2 separate regions of the Triticum aestivum genome follow, and region 2 is linked to region 1. A link is a contact called in public Hi-C data. All regions are on one chromosome and are shown on one strand. Each heading gives the region's core, a stretch centred on a gene start, on an enhancer-like site or on the middle of the called end of the contact. The rest is flanking DNA. Distances are from core to core; before and after follow the strand shown. Region 1 holds the start of LOC123054229 (putative glucuronosyltransferase PGSIP8). Region 2 holds the start of LOC123054231 (serine carboxypeptidase-like 18).

Region 1 (6,064 bases), core at 924-3,423:
GGGGGGGAGGGAGGGCAGAAACCTACAGCCTTGGGCGCCTCCCTCCTCCCCTGCAACACCTCTCTCTCTCTCTCGCAGAAGCTTGGCGAAGCCCTGCCGGAGACCCGCTACATCCACCACCACGCCGTCGTGCTGCTGGATCTCCATCAACCTCTCCTTCCCCCTTGCTGGATCAAGAAGGAGGAGACGTCGCTACACCATACGTGTGTTGAACGCGGAGGTGCCGTCCGTTCGGCACTCGGTCATCGGTGATTTGGATCACGGCGAGTACGACTCCGTCATCCACGTTCATTGGAATGCTTCCGCTCGCGATCTACAAGGGTATGTAGATGCACTCCTTTCCCCTCGTGACTAGTAGACTCCATAGATGCATCTTGGTGAGCGTAGGAAAATTTTAAATTATGCTACGATTCCCTACACCTTGGGCCTCCCCCTGCGCCTAGGGTTGGAAACCCTAGGGGTGGGGGCGCCCCCCACTTGGCTTGGGGGGGAAGCCACCCCTTGGCCGCTGCCCCCCTGGATATCAGATCTCCCAGGGCCGGCGCCCCCCAGGAGGCCTATATATAGGAAGGGGAGGGAGGGCAGCCGCACCACAGCCCCTGGCGCCTCCCTCTCGCTCCCGTAACACCTCTCCCTCTCGCTGAGCTTGGCGAAGCCCTGCCGAGATCCCCGCTACTTCCACCACCACGCCGTCGTGCTGCTGGATCTCCATCAACCTCTCCTTCCCCCTTGCTGGATCAAGAAGGAGGAGACGTCGCTACTCCGTACGTGTGCGCGGAGGTGCCGTCCGTTCGGCGCTCGGTCATCGGTGATTTGGATCACGACGAGTACGACTCCATCAACCCCGTTCACCTTGAACGCTTCCGCTCGCGATCTACAAGGGTATGTAGATGCACTCATCTCTCTCATTGCTAGATGACTCCATAGATTGATCTTGGTGATGCGTAGAAAATTTTAAATTTCTGCTACGATCCCCAACAGCATGACGCTCCAGCAGTCGGTGATGTAGAGGAGAATCATGGTGACTTGGCTCAGGCTAGTAGTTTATATTAGGGTTTTTCTCCTCGCAGGACGACGTTCAGGCAAATGACAGCGTCTATTCTTTGAGTTGGTCATTTGGGTTTCGATCCTCCTCGAGTTCGTCTGTCAGGATGGAATTGACGGAGCTTCCTCGTAGATTTTGCTATCTTCTTGGGACGGCAATGTTAGTGGAGCTTTAGATCGATTTAAGGGTTAAATGGCGACGACTGCGGATTCACAACACGTGCACGAAGACTTTTTGGCTCCACTGACAGGGTCAGACTGGGTTCAGTAGGGGAGAGGTGATAACGACACGTCGGCGGCTCATTCTGACACTGATAATGGTGGTTTGGTGGTTCAGAAATCTCGATGCAATTTTCATGAGATATTGAAAAGCTTCGCATTTCTGATGAATTTTGGATCCACACCTTTTTGCCAAAGATAAAACAAACTAGGACTTTGGTGTTAGCCAGGAGACCACTTAGACCGGTGGCGTATGATGACATGCAACAGCTGGTTGGTTCGGTGATCTTCTGCAGCGCCATCCATGTCTAGTTCTTTGTCAGAGTCGGAGTTGCGTTGTCTGGCCGCGGGTGATTGGGATTTTGGCGCGAATCTTCTTATCACTCGACACGACCTGTACAGTGCAGCATGGGTTGCGTCGACGATTGCATTCGGCGAAGTCGGAGTCGTTTGCTCAAGGTTTAGGGATGGCGATGGCGCCTCTAGGGGAGAAGGGGTGATCATGACGCTTGCGTTTAGGCCCTCATTGGGTGGCGTGTGCGGATAGTATCTTATGTGTGCCGCTCAGCTCAGCGGTTGTGCGGATTTTTGCTCGGTTTTGTAGAATTAACTGGATACTTGGTTTTCGCATGGTTTTCTCTAATTAACCAAGCAATTATTCTCTCCTTAACGAATACAGGAGTTCTGTCATTTTGAGGTAAAAAAGGGATACTGGTCAACTTCACCTCTTGTTAAAACCGGCGGACTCTGCTTTGACTAACGTGACTGACCTGACCAGGGTTAACCCACCCTGAAGCAACCGGCCAGTAGCACACCATGATTAGTCTTCCACGTGCCGCGTGTACTGTACCAGTCTACGGGGCACGGAGTTGTACTCCTACTTGAGCAGCTCCATTCTCGCCGTCTCCCCTTCTCTGCTACTCCCAGCAGCTGACCAGCTCCACCTTTCCCACTCCCGCTGAAGCCGACCTGCCTGCAATCACGGAGGAGAGGAGAAAAACACAAAGAAACAACAACAGCGCGCCGCTCCAGCTCCAGCTCCCGAGGCAGCTCACCGGCGGCCACCGTCCGCCCCCTCCCCCTACCCCGCCCATTCCCGCGGCGCCCCCCTCCGTCCGCTCGCCGCCGCCTGCTGATGCTACGGGCACCTGCCCCCGCCGCGTTGATACCGGCTCGCAGCTAGATCTGGCCCGCAGGAGGTTCCCGGGCGGCATGGGGCGGCTCGCGGGCCTGCGCTGGCTCCTCGTCCTCGCGTGGGTGACGGCGCAAGCGCTGGCCGCGGCGGGCGCGGAGGACAGCAAGGCGGCCGTCGGGGAGCCCGGGCCGCGCCGGCACGCGTACGCGGCGATGATGTACATGGGCACGCCCCGCGACTACGAGTTCTACGTGGCCACGCGCGTCATGATGCGCTCGCTGCGCGGCTTCGGCGCCGACGCCGACCGCGTCGTGATCGCCTCGCTCGACGTCCCGCCGCGCTGGGTCCAGGCGCTGTAAGCCCTCCCCCCCCCCCCCCCCCCCCTGTCGTCTTTTCTGCCTTGGATCGTTGGGCGGTGCCAAAAATTTCACCCCCTGTTGACTATTGAGTAGATATTCGACGCCGAGCTGGGTTGCTTGAGTGTTTCTCTTTCTTGAAAAAACCCTATTGCTTCACTGGTTGACTTCGGGCTTGGTTCGTTGCTTGCTGCATATTTATAGCTACATCTATGTTCTGTTAGTAGCAACTTGGGTAGTTCCATGCCATATTTGATTCGACCCCCTTCGTCTGAACTTTGGTTGGTCAGTGGAACGCCTTCGTTTCTACCCAACGCCGATTAATGATTATTTGATTATTTCGCAAAAAAAGATCAGTGTATATTTGATTGATTGATGTTTCAGTGCATGGACATATATATTCATCTTTCTTCTTCTTATTTGGTTCAAAATTGATTTTCTTTCTGTACAACTCTCTGAACATATCGGGTATCCGGTAAAGGTGGCGCTACTCTGTTTCTGAAATATGTAAAGTTCTTACAGTTTCATCTTGCACTTTTGTGAACAGTTTTGGCGCGCGGATCATTTAGTGCACTTTTCGCATTGTCCTGTTGGTTACTGTTTCTTCCAGTACTTCCGGATGCATAGACGATATATATGTTACATGCTTGCTTCTTGGAAATGGTCTTCTCTAATGGTTACTGTCTTTGAGTCGGTTGCTCTCGTATGCTTCTTGGAAATGGTCGTCTCTAATGGCACAAAGTCACTGAAGTTTGTTAAGAATAATACCTCACCTGCGTTTTGAAATATTTGTTGATAAATTGCGAGACCTGAGCTGCGAATTTCCACCACCAATTTGCACACATTTTACCTACCTTATTGTTAACCAGTATTTCTTCACTGTAGAACAGTTCGTGTTAGACCATTGACTTGGTGTTTCTGCTAGATATTTGCTGAAAGTCACAAGGTTTGACCAGTCAACGTTCTATAACTTATAGAGTCCTTGTTAGGTGATTAACTGACTGTGACCGCATATAGCTGTAAAAGGTAATTTCAGTTGGGCATATATGTCGTGCTGTTTAAGTGACCGCATCTGGATGTCAGACTAGGTTGATTTATCTCTGTTATGGCTTGTTAGTCCTTGCCTACAAGATTGCGTTTCAGGAAATCCTAGCTTTGTTTTGTGGTTTTGCAAGTTTTCTCTGTATCTTGGTGGCCAAAACTTTCTCCCCTGTTCCAGAGAATATCAGCCTGTGAATTATTGTCAACTTTGGGCATTTTCATAAGTGGGCTTTAATATATGGACTAATGCATTCAAAACTTCAAACTGTATTGTGAGAAGTTGAGAGTTGTTTCAGGTTTAGAAGCTTACTACATCTGATCCAAAATGCAGGTCCTTATAGCATTTTGCCAGTCAAACATTTAAGAATTACTGCATTCAGGACATCAAACAGTACTAGATTTATCATGAAATATACTTTTATAATATATGGTTATCATGATGTGAGACAACATATTCACATGGAAATCTACGGTTGAAGTACCTACCACCTTGAAGACTCTGTCAATGTCCTAAAGACTTGCATTTTGGATCAGAACAGACAGTTACTATCGAGCTGTGTATTCAACAGTATTTTTTATATGAGAACTATAACCGATCATGAACGAAAAATAGTGGCAGTATAGAGGAAAACTAAGGCGACCAGGTTGCAATAAAAATGAAGCCGGGTGGGGTCACTCTCTAGTTGTGTGACAACAGTTATTATGGCAGTGCGTGAAGCATTATGCTTTTTATTTTATCTTTCAATGTAACATTCTTGTAATGCCTCATGCTACTGCTAGAATTCACATGTATTCTGAAGCAAATCATGCAGCATACATTAATTACTGTTAAATATGCTTAATCTGGAATGTACCTTTTTTTGGCATGCAGAGTCTTGATTCTGTTATTTATTTATGCATCTCCAACTGTTTCTGTAGGAAAGATGATGGTGTGAAGGTGGTCTCTGTGGATAATTTGAAGAACCCATACGAAAAACAAGATAACTTCAACTCACGATTCAAGTTGACCTTAAATAAGCTGTATGCTTGGAGCTTAGTTTCCTATGACCGAGTTGTTATGCTAGACTCTGACAACATGTTTCTCCAGAACACTGATGAGTTATTTCAGTGTGGCCACTTCTGTGCAGTCTTCATCAACCCTTGCATCTTCCATACAGGCCTCTTTGTACTGAAGGTAGGATTACTTAATCAGCACACATCTCCTTTCTTCTGTAAACATTATTATCCTTTTGCAGATCTAAGACTAAAGTTGTGCTATTCCTTTGTTATTTGCAATGGTTATGCATGGAACCTTTGAGATCATTTTTGGATGCTTTGTTTGTTGTTCAGTATTTCATTTTACGAGCGACCTAGCTGTCATTTGCTGCTTCGTACTACTTTATTTATTGTGTTGGGTTAAAAATAGATCTTTGTGGTTTTGTTGTCAACTTGTTTAGTACAGGTTGTTCGTTTATCTAAATGTATTTTTTGACATAAATGCTTTTATCTAAGACGCGTGATGCATAAGTTTTAAAAATATGTATTGTGCAGACTAACTTACTTAGAAAATTTGAACCCATCTTTGTGCTGTAGAAGGACTGGTCATGGTTCTAAAACATTGAAACCCCTTTGTTATGCGCCAAAATAATTATTGTCGACACTCTCACAGTTATTAATCAACTTTTTTTTGTGTGTTTTTTTTTACAAAAAGCATGACTATTCTTATGATCTCTTTTGTTTCTAGCCTTCTATGGATGTTTTTAAGAACATGCTACATGAGCTAGCTGTTGGGCGTGAAAACCCAGATGGTGCAGATCAAGGCTTCCTTGCTAGCTATTTCCCAGACTTGCTTGATCAGCCAATGTTCCATCCACCAGCTAATGGAACCAAACTTGATGGAAATTATCGCCTTCCTCTAGGCTATCAGATGGATGCTTCTTATTATTGTGAGTATGAGTACCGGTATATCATTATTCCATATGCATTTTCTTGGCTAAGACTGATAAACTGCACTTCTTTCAGATTTGAAGCTCCGGTGGAGTATTCCGTGTGGACCGAATAGTGTGGTTACATTTCCAAGTGCTCCATGGATGAAGCCATGGTACTGGTGGTCTTGGCCAGTTTTACCTCTGGGACTTTCTTGGCATGAACAACGTCGTGAAAACCTGGGGTGGGTAGTTTCTTTAGAAACTTTTTTTGTCATCCATATCTCTATTACATTCTCAAACTGTGATACTAATAGTACCTTGCACGAAATGTAGTCCCAGTCTCCCAGATAAGAAAAAGGCTA
Region 2 (6,064 bases), core at 902-3,401, 170 kb after region 1:
CCTGAAGAAAAAAATCTGAATCTTGCTCTTGCCTCGCCACCATGTGATTGATCACCATTTGAGCATCCCCGGAAGAAATTGTTTCCTGCTTGTTAGCATGGCAGAAATTCTAAATGTCCCTCATAATGCATCCAACCTCATCATATCACCGTATTGCATGCACATAATATCCATAATATGGTGTTTCCTGATCCCAGATTTTTCCATGTCTGCAATGTCCGCTTTCTGCTCATCGCTAATTCTTCTGTGTGAACGTAAAAGACACGACAGATCCCGTGGGGCTAGAGGATGGTTGTGTTCATCGATGAAATCCTTGACAAACCACTGACCTGTTTCCTCCTGTCTTGCAATCACCAATTTAGCTTTACACCCTACACGAGTTATACTCCGTGGCCTCCTCTTTCTATCTTCCATCTTCCTCTTCATGTGCTTCTCTTCACGAACTCCTTCACGACTACACACAAATTTTCTTAAAATTATATGGCAGTTGGATTCATCCCACTCGACATAACTTCTGCGGACACTAAAACCTTTCTCAAGACCATATTTGTTATAGAATCTATAACCTTCATCCTCACTATTAAACATCTTGGCAATATGATAGTACTCCATCATTGACTCGTGACTTACATCCGCCATGTCTTCGTGCATCACAATTCAGACGAATAAAAATCTGAAAGGACAAATATAAATGCATGCAAAACCGAGTACAAAATCTTGCGTGGAATTTTAAACTTTGCTCCTTGTACATGTTATGGCAAGCAATCATAAACGTCCATAAACTGGGTCCCCCATAAACTAGTGAAGTGACCATGGATGATGATAAAATTCTAAATTGAATTGCATGCACTAGGGAAACCTAAATCGATGATGACTAAACAAATCTAAGTAGGAAGTGCAGGCTACGAAAAAAACTAAGTTTATGGCGATATCTCCCGCAGGCATTGATATCTCCTGCTGCATCAAGAAAAACAAGCCTACTTTCAGAACAAGCATTGATATCTCCCGGCGGCCTAACCGAGGGGCCAACCGCAGAGTATAGATCCATCTACGAGGAAGTTGGAGTTTTTGCCAAGAGTCACTTCCAACGGGGCAATCAAACGGGGAGGAGTTGAGATTCGGGCGATTCATACCTTAGGATGCAAGCCCGGAAGCGATGTGATCGGCGGGGGCGAGTTCCTATAGCGCCGCCACCGTCGCCTCCGACACTGCTGCCGCAAATGTCGCGCCTTAATCTTCTTCCTGCCTCCGGGCACGTCGTTCATAGTGAATGGGACGAGGTGGAGGACGAGGACGACGGCGACGACGGTGTTGGTTCCTCTCGCCGGGCTCGTCGCACAGAAGGAAGAGGACGAGAACGAGAACTTGACGAGAACGAGGACTGGATCTAGACGTCGTGGACGTGATTGGTTGAAAACAGAATATTTTCCCCTGGACCATTATGCCCTTCTCTGATTAAACTAATTAGGTTAATTCATTTTTAATCCCCCACCAGATCGGACGGCTAATAAAAATCGGAGGGGTAAGTACTCGAAAGTACTGCCAGTACTTTCCCAATCACCGTAAAGGAGCTCTTAACTAAAATGTGCTTCAGTCCACTGACTAAAAGCTTCTCTGTGCTTAACTCTCACTCTGAGAATGACCAATTGTAAATCCCTGGCAAGAGCAGTTTTCCAAGACTGAATCGAAGGAGCTTTTGCTTCAAAAATCTTTGCATTTCTCTGAATCCATATGTGCCAGCATGCCATGATGATGATATATGTTGCAAAATCAGCAGGGAATACTTGAATCATGTTCATAAGGGGGTGTTTGGTTACAGGGACTTATTGGTGTAGGGACTTAAATAAACCAAACAAGAGGAACTTATAGGGACTTAAAGTGGGCATTTGGGACTTCTGAAATAAGACTCTCAAGAAGGGACTTATAGGGACTTATAGTTGTAATATGGTCTTTTAGTCCATGTTAAGTTTCAGTAACCAAACAAGTAGGGACTTATTAGGAACTTGAGACTTATAAGTTGGGACTAAAAAAAGTTCTAAGACTTATGAACCAAACAGGGCCTAAATTCATCAATGCGGATCGCATTATTGATGGACCGCCACGGCAGGTGGTGTATATGGGCCATGCCTTGTCGCCTATCCACTACCACAGGTGACAGGTCTCGATGCCGTGGCCTAGCGCCCTGTCATCAACCTATACCAGCCTCTCGCAGAGAACAACCAAAATATCGCGAAAGTAGAATGGACGGGCGGCTGCTGCTGCTCTGCTTCTTCTTCTGGACCGCGGTTAGCACACGACAGTTCGCCGTCGCCGGCGCAGCCTTCAGCTCCAAGGTGGTGACCAGCCTCCCCGGGTTGCCAGGTCGCCTCCCCTTCCACCTCGAGACCGGGTACCCATGCCTCGCTTTCTTCTTCAGCTTATTTTTCCGCGCACCAAGGCGGTAGGGTAGGAAGTGCGATGTCCTTGATCGGCTCCATCGGGTAGGTTATATGACCTGCCGCTGCTGCTCAATCACAAGGTACGTGGAGGTGGACGAGGACAACGGCACCGAGCTGTTCTACTACTTCGTCGAGTCCGAGGCCGGCGCGGAGGACGCCCCTTTCCTCCTCTGGCTCACCGGCGGCGACCGCTGCTCGGTGCTCAGCGGCCTCGCCTTAGAGATCGGTACTTCTTTTCTCTGCATTATGAAGCGTCGAATCTCATGTTGCTCTCCGACATCAGATCATATTATTCCATACATGTGCATGGTGGCAACTGCAGGTCCATTCCAGTTCGTCCCAGAGCCTTACAATGGCACCGTACCGCGCCTGAGAATCAATCCGTACTCATGGACCAAGGTCGGTCTTGTTCTGCACATCAAAACTTACTAGGTACTAGTGGCTATCGTGCATACATATGCAGGTCCAGTCCTGTGTTGATAGTGTCCATCTGCAGGTGGCAAATATCCTTTTCGTCGATACACCGGTTGGGGCAGGATTTTCCTTTTCAAGACGACCCGAAGGCTACGATGTCGGGGAAGTATCCACCTCGTTGCAGCTCCATGAACTCCTCATCAAGGTATCGTAGCGACCTCGACCACTAATTAGTCTACTTCGACTGAGTACTGGTTAGTTCATTTTTCTTTGAAAGATTGTGTACTAATTAGTTCAATCCACGTGACAACGTTTAGTGGTTCACTGACCATCCCAAGTTCCTCACAAATCCTCTCTACCTCGGGGGAGACTCCCTTGCTGGACATCTTGTACCATTTATTGCTCAAAAGATCTCGGAAGGTATGTATGTATATTTTTGTCCAAATATGATCCGGAACTATTATAACAAAATTTCAAGCACAGAGCACCCCCAAACATAAAAAATAATAATACATGGAGATCCCTGGACAAACGAAGGACCATTACCGTCGTCAGAACAAGGTGGTGACGTGTTACTACTAGGAAAAAGCCTAGTAGTAGCGCGGGTTAAAAGCCTAGTAGTAGCGCGGGTTAAAAGCTAGTAGTAGTGCGGGTGCCTGCGCTGCTACTACGGCGCTACAGCTAACTAGTAGTAGTAGCACGATGCATCCCGCGCTACTAGTACGTGTGTTAGTAGTAGCGCGGGTTCGACACGCGCTACTACTAACTATCTGTAGCGCGTGTCTGTGACCCGCGCTACTACTATTAATTTGAAAAACCAAAAAAAAAATCTCAACCGCGTGCGTGCTGTCAATCGTGCAAGGAGATCTCGGCCATGACGCGCGCCTCGTGGAAGCCATCGAGGGCGGCCGCGGAGGCCAGCCCGGCGTGGACCGGGAGCTGGAGGACCTGGATCTTGGCATCGTGCGTGGGGAGCAGCACCTCGCAGCGGCCGTCGCCGTTGAGGTCGGCGGCGGGAGGCGGTCCACGTCGTGCTTGATCGGGAACCCGTCGTTCGACAGGTGGTACCACGCCTCCCGGAACGAGAAGTCGCCCTCGTGCTGCCGGAGGAGGAGGGGGATGGGTCAGCTAGGGTTCCGGACCGAATCGGAGAGGGGGGAGGAGGAGGAGGGCTGACCTGGAGCGAGAAGAAGACGGTGAAGGCGACGAGGAGGAGGTGCCGAGGTCACGCTTCCGCATCTTGGCAGCGGCGAGGAGCTCAGGCGACCGCCCACCGGAGGGATCTCGGAGGGGAGGGGGAAGAAAGCGGAGTGTACCAGCGGCGGCCACCGCTGGAGTACGAGGGAGAGAGGAAGAAAGTGAGAGAGGGGGAAAGTGAGGGAGAGAGGAGGGATTCGGCCGAGGATATGGGGATTTCACCTACCTCGTAATTAGTAGTAGCGAGGGGTATAAAACCACACTACTACTATCAACTTAGTAGTAGCGCGGGTTTGTACCCCTCACTACTACTATGGCATGTCCCGGGAGGGCACGGTAGAGACCGCTTAGTAGTAGCGCGGGTTAAAAACCCGCGGTACTAGTATCAACTTAGTAGTAGCGAGGGGTAAAAACCCGCGCTACTAGTAAGTAGCAGTAGCGAGGGTTATAAACCCTTGCTACTAGTAAGCGTCTGCCTATAAGCTTTTCCCTAGTAGTGTGTTGTTGTTGCTGCTCTCCAATTGGAGCCGGCTTGACCTTATCGATTACAACCGAGAAACTCGCCAGCGTGCACGCATTCCAAGAAACCATAGGGTCGCATCCCCGAGGAGACGGTAGGAATCTACGTTTGAGCTTTATTGATTCCGTCTCACCGGGCGAAGTCCAGATGGTATGGAGCCTTCAAGACCATGTCAATGACGAAATGCTACTATCCGTCGAGCGCCGACTTCGCAAGGACCACACCATCCTCCACACACCTCCCGATGGTACATAGCACCATCAAAACAGGGGCGATGCAGGGAGAATCTATTCCATGCCGACGATGATGCCATCGTCTCACCGCCGCTTGTTGGACACAAACCCTAACTATTTCTTGTCCTACCACTACTGGACCGAAGCCCTAGAATCTCCAAATTTCCCATCACGAAGCGACAGACGGAGGGAGATGGGGCCCCCGATTAACACCGGAGAGGTAGGTAGATCGCACCGACTTGTTCACCTCTCGCGAGAGCGGGGAGGGAAAGCCTTGTGTGTATCGTGTTTGTGGACAGAACATTTAAAGTTTACTCATGCAATATATGATATGCAAAAAAGTGCAATATGCGAGGTATAAAAGTGTTTTTCAAGCACTTAGGAAGAGTGCTGCCTGTTCATTAAGATGGTGGAAATTTACAACAAAGGGGGCATGTTATTGGATGAAACATGTGGAAACCATAAGAAAAATGACTACTCTCCCCTAAATTGGGCCCATGCAAGGGCCTGCGTATGTCCTCAAAAAAGCAGGATGCGGCCTCGAGTACTTGAGACCTATGTTTTTAAGGCGGTAAGGCGAGGCGAGGCGCTGGGAGGCGCCTCACCGCCTAAGCGCTAAAGCGTAAGACGAGGCGACGCCTTAGACACGTGCATATATAATATATGCAGCCAATTAGGAGATTTAACAACTAGCATTAACTTAATAAATTGTACATACATATATAATAGATGGCAACCAATTAGGAGATTTAACAACTAACGTTAACATATAAACTGTTACCAAAGCGTAGGCCTCAAATCATCATGTGTATATGACAGAACTCGCCTTTGAAGTTCAGCTTCATCCTCCTTATCAATATATCGCTCCATAGCTTTAAACTTTCTAGTGTTTAAGGAATTGTGCATCTCTATCCTAATCTCCATGGATGCCTCGGGACACTTATCCGCATCACTGGAACCCCCAGAAAAGTGTTGCTTTAGCCTTCTCACTCCACCATGGACTATCTTGCCACACAATGTACACTGGAGTAAATCTTTCCTCTCTAAATCTGGCCAGAACCCATACTTCCAGGCTGGATCATCTGATGTAGCTCTTCTCCTAGGATCATTGGCTAGATCCATCAAAGCAGGTACACCTGGCTACTGTCAATGAAAAAGAGAGAAGAGCCAAATCACTAGAGCAGCCAGATCAAGCATGGGGAAGGGGAGAAGCAGTGGTGGGGCTGCTGCCTTGTGGGTGGAGAAGCAGATCTGGGAAGAAA

Evidence for each region. A called contact is a pair of places that touch in the nucleus more often than the background predicts.
Region 2: a Hi-C map of leaf shows a contact between it and region 1, with 1.8 times the contacts expected there. The contact joins the promoter of LOC123054231 here to the promoter of LOC123054229 in region 1. A contact is called at or near these places in 3 of 5 Hi-C or Micro-C datasets (all in leaf).

Annotation. Positions count from the first base shown.
Region 1 is chr2D:526,288,422-526,294,485 of IWGSC CS RefSeq v2.1, forward strand. It overlaps LOC123054229 (putative glucuronosyltransferase PGSIP8), which reads left to right and starts at 2,174. Exons shown (of 5, transcript XM_044477952.1): 1 at 2,174-2,753; 2 at 4,714-4,969; 3 at 5,519-5,720; 4 at 5,797-5,944. The coding sequence starts at 2,476.
Region 2 is chr2D:526,463,062-526,469,125 of IWGSC CS RefSeq v2.1, forward strand. It overlaps LOC123054231 (serine carboxypeptidase-like 18), which reads left to right and starts at 2,152. Exons shown (of 13, transcript XM_044477953.1): 1 at 2,152-2,389; 2 at 2,519-2,664; 3 at 2,761-2,837; 4 at 2,935-3,057; 5 at 3,170-3,272. The coding sequence starts at 2,241.